Regions from separate parts of the Mus musculus genome. Here region 1 is linked to region 2. The links are chromatin contacts, called in public HiChIP or PLAC-seq maps. All regions are on one chromosome and are shown on one strand. The core of a region is the stretch at or near the end of the contact, and the rest is flanking DNA. Distances in the headings are between cores, read along the strand shown.

What was found. HiChIP or PLAC-seq counts read pairs in DNA pulled down with a chosen protein or histone mark.
Region 1: an H3K27ac HiChIP or PLAC-seq map of embryonic stem cells shows a contact between it and region 2, with 6 read pairs. The contact joins the enhancer-like site here to the promoter of Gkap1 in region 2. A contact is called at or near these places in 1 of 39 promoter capture datasets (macrophages), 1 of 15 datasets of contacts at CTCF or cohesin (the G1E-ER4 cell line), 3 of 115 datasets of contacts at active chromatin or transcription factors (embryonic stem cells and stem cell-derived neural progenitor cells) and 2 of 9 other capture datasets (adipose tissue and pancreatic islet).

The regions. Positions count from the first base shown.
Region 1 is chr13:58,304,267-58,309,192 of GRCm38.p6, reverse strand. All of the region lies in intron 12 of Kif27 (kinesin family member 27), which reads left to right. It overlaps Gm26555 (a long non-coding RNA gene), which reads right to left. Exons shown (of 8, transcript XR_873524.3): 5 at 3,620-3,689; 6 at 1,529-1,614; 7 at 519-613. Among named protein-coding and RNA genes, the nearest start is that of Mir6369, 6.4 kb to the left of the region's middle. Within about 2 kb of position 1,517, at least 5 of the 459 cell types and tissues checked have an H3K27ac peak or open chromatin away from gene starts, as enhancers often do. A contact at or near this core is called in embryonic stem cells, where this site is marked.
Region 2 is chr13:58,272,839-58,278,083 of GRCm38.p6, reverse strand. It overlaps Gkap1 (G kinase anchoring protein 1), which reads left to right and starts at 3,896. Exons shown (of 12, transcript NM_019832.4): 1 at 3,896-4,010. It overlaps Gm26555 (a long non-coding RNA gene), which reads right to left and starts at 3,233. Exons shown (of 8, transcript XR_873524.3): 1 at 1-3,233.

The DNA of each region.
Region 1 (4,926 bases), core at 268-2,767, 33 kb before region 2:
AACTTGAATGGTTTTAAGCACTGAGCATCTTTCCAGCCTTGGGCAATATAATTTTAAGAACCAAGAACATACTGAGATAAGTAGGAAGCATAAATGAATGAAAACCGACATACGACCTGCCTACATGTGATCAAACACATCCAGAGCAGGTAGGTCAAACAAGGGGAGAGAAGCATGCGGCTTGTTATCCCACATAAATGGGCCCCAGCATTTTGGGAAGTACCTGTTCTTGGACAAGGGGACATCAGCCATGCTTTCCACAAAGCTGAGGGAGCCTTGAGCTTTGCTTCTGCCCATTGGAACACGACAGAAACAGTGAGAATTGGTTGGGTGTGTGCTCTCCAGAACTAACTGGTCAATTAAACATGAGAGCAACATGCCCTGGCTGCAAGAACAGATGAGCACTCTCATTACTGTACATACCTTACGGGACCTCTGCTACCCCAACTGGAAGCCCTAGAGCAAAGAACTGCGCTCCTCTCTGATAGCTCCCACATCCACTAGTGATGGCGGCTCACCTCCCCAGGATTTGGCTCATCGCTAACTGGGTTTTCGTATCCTGGAGCACTCAGAACACATCCTTCTTGGGCTGCAGCACTTCCGGCTTCACCATCTGTGAAATGGGAGAACACCAGCTACCTCACAAGAAGTTATTGAGACTAAAACGACCATAAAATGGGCTGGACCTAGCCCCCCACCCCATAAAAGCAAACCAACTCAAAGGCTAGAGAAGATAAAATGACAAGGCACAATGGAGAGACGGCCAGAATTCTAGACAGGACAAGAGAAAAGAATTAAAACAAAGAGACACTTGAGAAGATCAACTCAACAGTAAAGTGTTGCTTAATATGCATGAAGCCCTAGGCCTAGCCCTAGCAGAGAGAAGATGATGATGGGAAATTACCTAAAACAATACAAATCAGGTATTGTATTCAGAGTAATGAAGTAACAAATTCCAATTTGATTTCTAAGATACGATACAAAAATAGTAGTACTATTGTATTATAGTAAACAAATATACTAAGTACTTGAGACTTGGCACTACCCTGGGGTTGGGTTTTAGCTCAGTGGTAGAGCCTCTGACTAGCAAGGCCAAGGCCCTGGGTTTGGTCCTTAGCTCTGCAGGAAAAGAAAAGAGCTGGCACTATCCTAAGGATTGTAAATTACATTGATCAAACCTCAAATAAAATAAAATAAAATAAAATAAAATAAAATAAAATAAAAACCACCGTAATTCTCTGAAAATTTTAACAAAGTGCAGACTTTATCCCATTTGATTCTCTCTAGAAAAGAGGACATTAAACGATTTCATTTTTCTAGTGTTTGAGGACTATTCGTGCGACTTTGTATGATTCAGATAAGGACCATCCCAGGTTGAATACCTCTCTAAGATGACAGAAAAGAAAAATACATGTGTACAGTTAACTCAAGCCAAGCATGCCCAGAGGCCAGAAGAGAGTGTTGGCTCCCCTGGCGTTGGAGCTACAGATGGTTGAGCGCCACCTGATGTGGGTGCTGGGAACCAAACCTCGGCCTCTGTCCCACAGGAAGTGCGCTTAACTGCTGACTCATCGCTCTGCCCACTTGTAAGCTGTGACCTCTTGAATATTCCACCTAAAACACAGCAGAAAAAGGAAAAAAAAACACACATTAATAGTAAATATATTTGAGACTTAGAAAACAATCAGGAAAGTGAAAAGATAGCTTAAGGGGTGCAGGAGACTACTTGGAAACTTTATCTGATTAGAGATTGAGACTCTAGAGAGTTAAAGCTCTATAATAAAAGGATAGCCCGCCTGCTACTCTAGCACTCGGGAGGTTGAAACAGGAAGATTATATAGCACAAGTTTGTCTAAAAGAAAAACAAAATAAAAGGACCTAATTAAAGAGCAAAGGATTAGCCGGGCGTGGTGGCGCACACCTTTAATCCCAGCACTCCCGAGGCAGAAGCAGGCCATCTCTGAGTTGGAGGTCTACAGAACAAGTACCAGGACAGCCAGGGCTACACAGAGAGACCTTGTCTTAAAAACAAAAAGTCATAAAGGGCAAAGGATCTGAAAAGACTTTTCTCCAAAGAATATATAAAAGTGACCAGTGCCCACGTAAGAAGGCTCTCAGGGTAATCAAAGCAGAGTAAAACCTTACATGACCTCCTGCTCCTTGTGATCTCCCGCTGTAATTAGGAAGCCAGGTTAGAAGTGTTGCTGGGGGATGGGAACTGGTATTACCTTGGATGACTGTCTCGGAGTTCCTCCAGAGGGTAAATACTCAGATATGTTGTTAGCCAGCTATTCTTCAGGCATATATTCAAGAGAACTAAAAGTATATGCCCGTATAAAAACCTCAAGGTTTATAAAACAGCTAAGTAATAATAACACCACAAGTGTTCATCAGCTGATAAATCAATAGACTGTGACATATTGGGGATTGGTATTAGAAAGCAATGGGTCATTGCTATCTGCTACAATATGAGGAGGCTTGAAAATGCATGGTAGGTGAAATAAGCTGGTCACAGTAGGCATTGTGTGACACCATCCGGAATAGGCAGGTCCAGAGGAAGCAGAAGAGCCTAGGCTTGGGAAGTGGGGTGATGATGGGAAAAGAGGAACTTAATGGGTTTCCAGCGGGTGACAAAACTCTAAAATTGATTATGGCTGTATAATTCTGAATATACTAAAACCCTTCACCATACTTTAAATAGATGAATTATATCACACATGAAATGTATCTTATTCAGAATAACTGTAAAGTCAGAACATGACCCAGCAGAGGCTAAGTGAGACCCCAAAATTCCTGAGCTGGAAACCAAGCGGGGGAGTGGTGTTGAGGCTGGAGAGTTCCACAGCCGGTTAAGGACAGGCCTTTACATGAAGGACAGCTGTGCTGACCTGCAGGTCACTTAGAACCTCACAAGGCAAGCGAGCGGGAAGCAGGAGGGAGGTGCAGGATGGAAGGAGGGCGCCGTGGGCAGTTTTCTCACAGGATGCTTTGTTTCCATGAGAGGGCAGGGATTAGTCAGAATGCCCCAGGTAAGGAATGTGTGGAGGTCCACATGCAGGCTCTGAGGCCTCTGTTTCCTAAGCCTGGCTTGGACACAGACCACATGCTGTTAGCCGCTTTACCTATCAGCCGTTTTCCAGCCTAGTGCATGACTTTTTTTTTTTAATTAGGTATTTTCCTCATTTACATTTCCAATGCTATCCCAAAAGTCCCCCATACCCACCCCCTCAATCCCCTACCCACCCACTCCCCCTTTTTGGCCCTGGCGTTCCCCTGTACTGCGGCACATAAAGTTTGCAAGTCCAAAGGGCCTCTCTTTCCAGTGATGGCTGACTAGGCCATCTTTTGATACATATGCAGCTAGAGACAAGAGCTCCGGGGTACTGGTTAGTTCATATTATTGTTCCACATATAGGGTTGCAGTTCCCTTTACCTCCTTGGGTACTTTCATGCTACCAACATTGTCTGGCCTGGTGCTCCATGACTTCTATCCCAGCACTGGGGAAGCAGAGACAGGCAGAGTTCTGTGAGTTTAAGGCCAACTTGGTCTACATAGTGAGTTCCAGGCCAGCCATGACTACATAGTGAGACCCTTTCTCAAAAATAAAAACAAACTCACCAATATTTAAAACAAGCACTTCAACTGAAGGAAAAAAGGAACTGGCAGATACGAAGACTAGAACAAGAAGCTGAAAAAGAAAAAAGAAAAGAAAAAAGAAAACCTTGAGTAAAGACTTGTATCTTCAATGTGGTAAAAAAAAAAAAAAAAAAAAAAAAAAAGTTCTGTTGTCACGAAACAGGAAGTACAGGTCATTAATGACATAAAAGAACTATTAGGAATTGAAAGGGTAAACAGAAAAAATTAAATATTTGAGTGTAAATTAAAAGAAAACTCACTAGAAAATAAAAAGTGAAATATCTCAAATGAATCTGAAATACAAATGGGAAATCCAGAATGAGAAAACAGGAGATATCAAACACATAGTGTAAAAAGTTTCCAGGCCTGGGGAGATGCTCAGTAGTGAAGAAGCCATGTGGATCTTGCCTCTGCAAGAGGACTTGGGTTCCATTCCCAACAGCCACATGCTGGCTCACAGCCATGGAACTTCCCTTCCAGGGCATCCTGTGCCCTTATCTAACCTCCTTAGGAACACAAATGTTACACACACACACACACACACACACACACACACACACACACACACACACGGAACTGGGTCACTTGTCAATCTAGGCGCCAGAGCAGCACTAGTCTTCTATGAGGCAAATTATTTCAAGTAAAAAAACATAAAATCCTCTTCTTAGCCCAAATTCCTAATTAGTGTGAAAGCAGAGTGTTTCCTGTGGAACCTGCCTCGGGAAACTGCTGGGGCATGCGCTTCAGGAGCCTGAGTGAGCACCACTCAGTCTGAAGCCGGGACAGCACGGGCACTCCCCATGAGCCCCCAGGAGAACGTCAGCTTGAGCAGGATCTGCAGCATGGCAGCTCCAGGTAAAAGGTTTCAAGAAAAGAAGACACTGAAATGTCTCAGTGGGTGAGGGTGCTTGTCACCAAATTCAGTGTGCCTCCCAGAGCTCACATGGTGGAGGTGGAGAAGGGAGTCCATAAGTTGTCCTCTAACTTTCATACTTATGATGTGACGTGTGCACGCGTGCATGCACACACACTAAATAATGCTAAACTCAAAAGATTATTGAAAATGTTTATTGCTGACTTTGATTAAATGAACAAAGTATGAGATTTTACAGTTTTATTGGAGAAGAATTAGCTATCAGGTACAAAAAAGATGTATCAAGTAGAAGTATGATCATTTTTATAGATACATCAGCTGTGAAATCAATGGTTACACATTCATAATGAGCTAAATGACTACTGATGTAGCCAAAAGCTCTATGGTAGCTCACAGTGGGAAGACAGAGGAGGGG
Region 2 (5,245 bases), core at 2,647-5,146:
CCCTACCTCTTTAAGCCACCAGCGCTGCCTTAACAACAAAGCCTTTAACATGGGGGCTTTAGGAGCAAAGGGAAACTTTTATATAGTCACACGCATGGGAGAGTCTGGTATTTCATAGTGACAAGGATATGTTCTGAAAGCCACTCAGCGGGCTGACTCAGTCACCGCATGGCGCAGAGGCCACTAACACAGACGAAGGCAGCCGGATGTCATTAGACAACATTTCCTTAGCTGGCTGATGTTGTTTGCGTGGATTTTTACTTCTCTGAGACAGAGTCTCGATTGCCTCAAATTCTCTTTGTAGCTTAGACTGGCAGCAAACTCATGATCCTCCTGCCTCCACCTCCTCTAAGTACAGGATCTGCCCCTCCCTGGCCAGCACCCTGCAACTCCATCTTAGGAGATGGACCACTGTTGGGTGTGGTGTGGTGTGAGCCAAGACAGTGCGTGGCTACATACAAACAATATAACGAGGCTATTCCTTTCAAAGCCCTTTCTGCTTCTCAATTCTTTGACCCTTTCCTCTCTTCCAAGGACCTTGGACCGTGTGGTCCTTCACCGGTACTCAGCTATTATCATAACAGAAGTTGAGGTGGTCAGCTTCTATTTATTTATTTATTTATTTATTTAGGTTTTTCGAGACAGGGTTTCTCTGTATAGCCCTGGCTGTCCTGGAACTCACTCTGTAGACCAGGTTGGCCTCGAACTCAGAAATCTGCCTGCCTCTGCCTCCCTAGTGCTGGGATTAAAGCACCACTGCGGGTGGTGGTCAGCTTTTGAAGAGAGATTAGTTCTAGCTCACTCAAAGTTTCCTGTGCTCTGGTGTTTGGCTTTGCTTTGAGGCCTGTGGGGAGCACCGTGGCAGGGAGCTAAGCCCTAAGCTGCTCACTCCACAGCCAGAAAGGAACAACAACAACAAAGACTGAAGTAGGGTCCAGAGTCCACTCATCTTTTGAAGCTACCCCCAGAGGTGCTGTGCACCAAGCCTTTACCAGACTTACCTCTTGGGAGCCCTCAGGATCTGAGGTGCAGCACTCAGTCCTTCCCAGGCCCACTTCCGGCACCCTGGCATTACTAACAGCTACAGATTCGTTTTCACGTGCACCCTACTCAACTGTGCTGTGTTTAGGATATTCCCTATAGGACCCAGGTTCTAAAAAAAAAAAAAAAAAAAAAAAAACAACCCGGTCAAATGCACCAGTTTAGAAGCCTTACTATATGTTCAATTTTATGTTTGCAGATGCCTGCCTGCAGGTATCTGTGCACCGCACTCATGGCCACAAGATCTGGAGCTACAGGTGTTTGTGAGCCATCATGGGGGTGCTGCGAATCAGACCCACACAGGTCCTCTGAAGAGTGGCAAATACCCTCAACCACTGAGCCATCGCTCCAACTTTACGGTACTTCTAGATGCTCCTTCCTCCCTCGGCCTTCCAGCCTACCACGCCTGAGTCCATGCAAATCCACGTTGTTCCCTTCAGAAGGGGAAGCTCTTCCTCCAGGCCCGTTGCTGGGGTGCTGCCAATTCCGGGGGATACCTGGAGGAGGTAAAGGGTCCTACCTGGCAGTGGCAGGCACAGTTCCTGCTCATCTTCTATGGGAAATAGTGCACAGGAGCATTAACCCGCGGGGGCTGAGAAAAGGAGTCTGTGTTCAGGGGCACGAGTTGTGATAAACGATTAGCTGACCTTGCTCTGGGGACACTTTGTTCTTGATCTATCAATCCACCCACTTACTTCAACATGCCCTGAGTGTGTGAGCAGGGCTAGGACTGTCTCTAGGCAACCCCGAGCCCGAAAGTAAGAGTCTCTAAAGCCCTCCTCAGTGAAAACACGGTTGTTGTGATCGTGGCAGCCAGTCACAACCCACACACGTGGTTTTCCCGCACCCTCCACGGTGTGTGGTTCTGACCCACACTCCCTGGCCCAGCTTTGACGAGACTGAAGTCCCCTGCTGTGGTGCCTTACCCAAGTGTCCCTCTCTTCCTCCCTGCCCACCCTCCCCTCCTCTGTTGACTTTCCTCATCTAGAGCTGAGCTTCCCAAAATCTGATGGGGTCACCTCTTGGAATTTCTTTGAGGTTGCAGATTCTAATGGGCAGGTGTGTGTTAGGCCCGAGATCCACACGTTTCTGACAAACTTGCTGGTGACACACATGTGGTCAACTTTGGGGTAGCAAGACTCTAATGATGATGTATTTCTAGACTGAGTCTGCCCCCTTCTCTTATAGCAATACGCTACTAAGCTGAGGAGTTTCCGATCCTTGTGTGTGTTGTTCATGCACATGCTGGGAGGGGGTGTGGTTATCATTTGTCAGGTGCTATCTTTTTGTGGAGAGTGGGAGGGTAGCTAACAAGACCGAGGGATCCACCTGTTTCTGCCCGCTAATCTTTGGGACCAGAGCTTGATATACCACGCTGGGAGCTTTTACATTTATTCTGGGGCTAGAACTCAAGCTATCGACTGAACTATTCCCCAGCACCCAGTGTACTGTCCAGGTGCAGTTCTTTCAGCTGTTTTAGAACTGCTTCAACTGCTTATGGCCACCTATTTAGCTGCCTTCAACCCCAGTCCTATGAAAACCGGTAAGTAGCTGCATCCTCCTCTTCCAAGTGTTCACGCTCCCTCTTACAAGCAACCGGGTCTCAAGACCTCATTTCTCCCTTCCCAATCAGATGTTCAAATCCTGTAGAATGCACCTCCACATCACTTCTCAATCATTTAAAATTCTTCCTGCCTTCCTTTATCTTGTCTTGCCCCATCCTCTTGGCCCCGACCCCCGGATCAATCTTTCTGTGTAGCCACCGGCCTTGGACTCACTTTCTGATCAGCTTGCCAAGTGTTGGGGGCTCATAGCCGTGTGTCCTCACCGCCCCCCCCGCCCCCCCATAGCTCATCTGTTATTACCGTCTGCCTGGTCTACACAGGACTGCCAGTTTTCAATCTCTAACATCTGCAGGAGTTACAAAGCAAAAAAAGCCTTCATTTCTTCCTTCAAACTTCTAAATCCTAAAACATCAAATATTGCCTTAAACATCAATCCTTACTCTTGGAACTCAGCCATCCCTCACCACCGCCGCCCCCCTCCCTCATTTTTCAGTCGTCTCTGCCACTTGTCAACACCTCCAATCTCATTGTGGAACGCAGCGTCCAATGGCCTCCATCCAAGGCCCCGAGGTCTCCCCGCAAAACCCCACCTCTTCCCAGGCCAAATCCAAAAGCCTCCTCCCTCGCGCTGCCCCAAAGATGCTCGCAGTCCTCGGATCCCGAGTAACATTCTCTTTTTCCACCGGGCCCTAGGGTGATCTGGCGTCTTCTGCGATTCTTTGCTTCGCTCCCCACTGTGTCCCCCACGTCTACACCCGCGGCGGTGACTCGCGCGGGACATCGCCGGGCAGCCCGCACGGCTGGGCGGTAGCGGACGGGTTTGCCGGTAAGCCGCTTAACTTTGCAAAACTAAAGCGGCCCCGGAGGTGCTCCCGCGGGAACCCAAGGCCGTCCGGCTGTTTGCATCTCGTGCAGCACCGCCCTCCCTCGCCGACTGGAGGTCCGCCTCCGCCCCCGGGCCTCCCCACAGCCTGGCGATCCCGCCGCGCGCCGCCCGCGGCGGCCTAAGCCTCCTCCCGGAAGGCCTCCCACCTTCCCGGCTCCGCGACCCCGAGGACCGCGGAGCCGCCGCCTACGCGAGCCGTTTGGACCCTGCGCGGCCCCCGTAGCGCGGCTCCTCCAGCAGGTGGTTCTGGTCCTCCGCAGTCCGTCCCCCGCGGACCTCTCCTCGGCGTCAGCGTCCGCCGCGCTGCGACCCTCGGCAAAGAAGTCCCGCGCGCCGGCCGGCCACGGCGGGCGCCAGGCTTGCGGGTCCGCCCCGCCCCGCCCCGCCCCGCCCTCCGCGCGCCGCCGCCCTCCGCGGGCCCGTTACTGCGGACGCCCCGCGGCCCGCGCCCAACGCCCGGGGGTAGCGCGGGAGCGGCGGGGAGACGGGAGCGGCCGCACCGCGGCGAGGGAGGCCCGGTGAGTCTACGGAGCCTCGCAGCTCGTGGCTGAGGGGACGCGGCCGAGTGCGGCCTGAGGCGGGGAGCGGAGCGGAGCGGAGCCGAGCGGGGCTGAGCCGAGCGGGGCCGGGCGGCGGGAGGGCCGCGGAGGCTGCGGGGGAGTGCGGGCCGCAGGCCTGGTCCGCCGCGGCCGGCCGCGGGAGTGACAGCAGGTGCGGCCGCCCGTTCGGGGCTCCCCGGGGCGCCCACCCGACGCCGGTGTCGCTTGCAGGCTTGGACACCGCGTCTCGGCAGCGGCTGGGGCTCGCCCAGCCCGCCGCGCTCTTTCTCCGGGTACTTCGCGAACAAGTTTTGGAGCACCCGGAACTGCTCGTGCGTGAGATTTGGCTTCGGTTCCCGAAGGAGGAGAGAGGGGCTGCTCGCCGCTCGCCTTCCCTCCCTCCCTCCCAGCAGCCCGAGGTAGATGCGCAGGCTCTCGCACAAGCCCCTGCTGTCGGGGCTTCCAGCAGCTATGCGCGGCGGCGGCGGTGGCAGCGGTAGGGTGCCAGCCTCGGGGTGTCTGTAAACGCGGAGCAGTCGGGGCAAAAGTTTATCCCATTGTCTGCCCCGCTCCCTCCACTGGCGACATTTCTCAAGGGATGTCGGTGGAGAGTTCTAGCGAGAGGCAGAGGCGCTGGAAAAACACAAGCATTGTTCTTCAGCCTCGTCTGTTTATGTGAAGGCGCTTGCGCCCGCCTGTCACGGGAATGAAGTTAAGCTGTAGCTCCAGAAATACTGGAGAAACTGCCGAAAGATGGTAATGCTGTATTGAGAATCTTCCTAGAAAGCCTGGGGTTTCCCTACACTAGCTTATGCCACTAAAATCGGTTAGTCTAAGCCTCTTTAATGTGATTTTTCACTAAAGATCGAAATACACCTGTTTAATATTAACCCTAGGGGCTTCTAGCAATCACTCTAGAGCGAGAACCTACACGTGGATCAGAGGGACGTTGTGTGCAAGTGAAAATCACCTTTGCACTTCATGACTGAATTCCTTAGTACATGTCTGCAGTTTGCTTTTTGTTTTTGTTTCTAAGAGTTCACAACCCACAGAAGTTGAGAGCTTCGGATTAGAAAAGGAAGGCTGCACCTAACCAGTGTGTGTGTTGCGGGGGGGGGGGGGGTGGGGGGGGGTGGTGGAGCTCCGGGTATGCCTTTAAGTTTATGTCATTTTCGATAAGTGTGTTGGAAGCAAAAGTTTCAGGACCGTTGGTC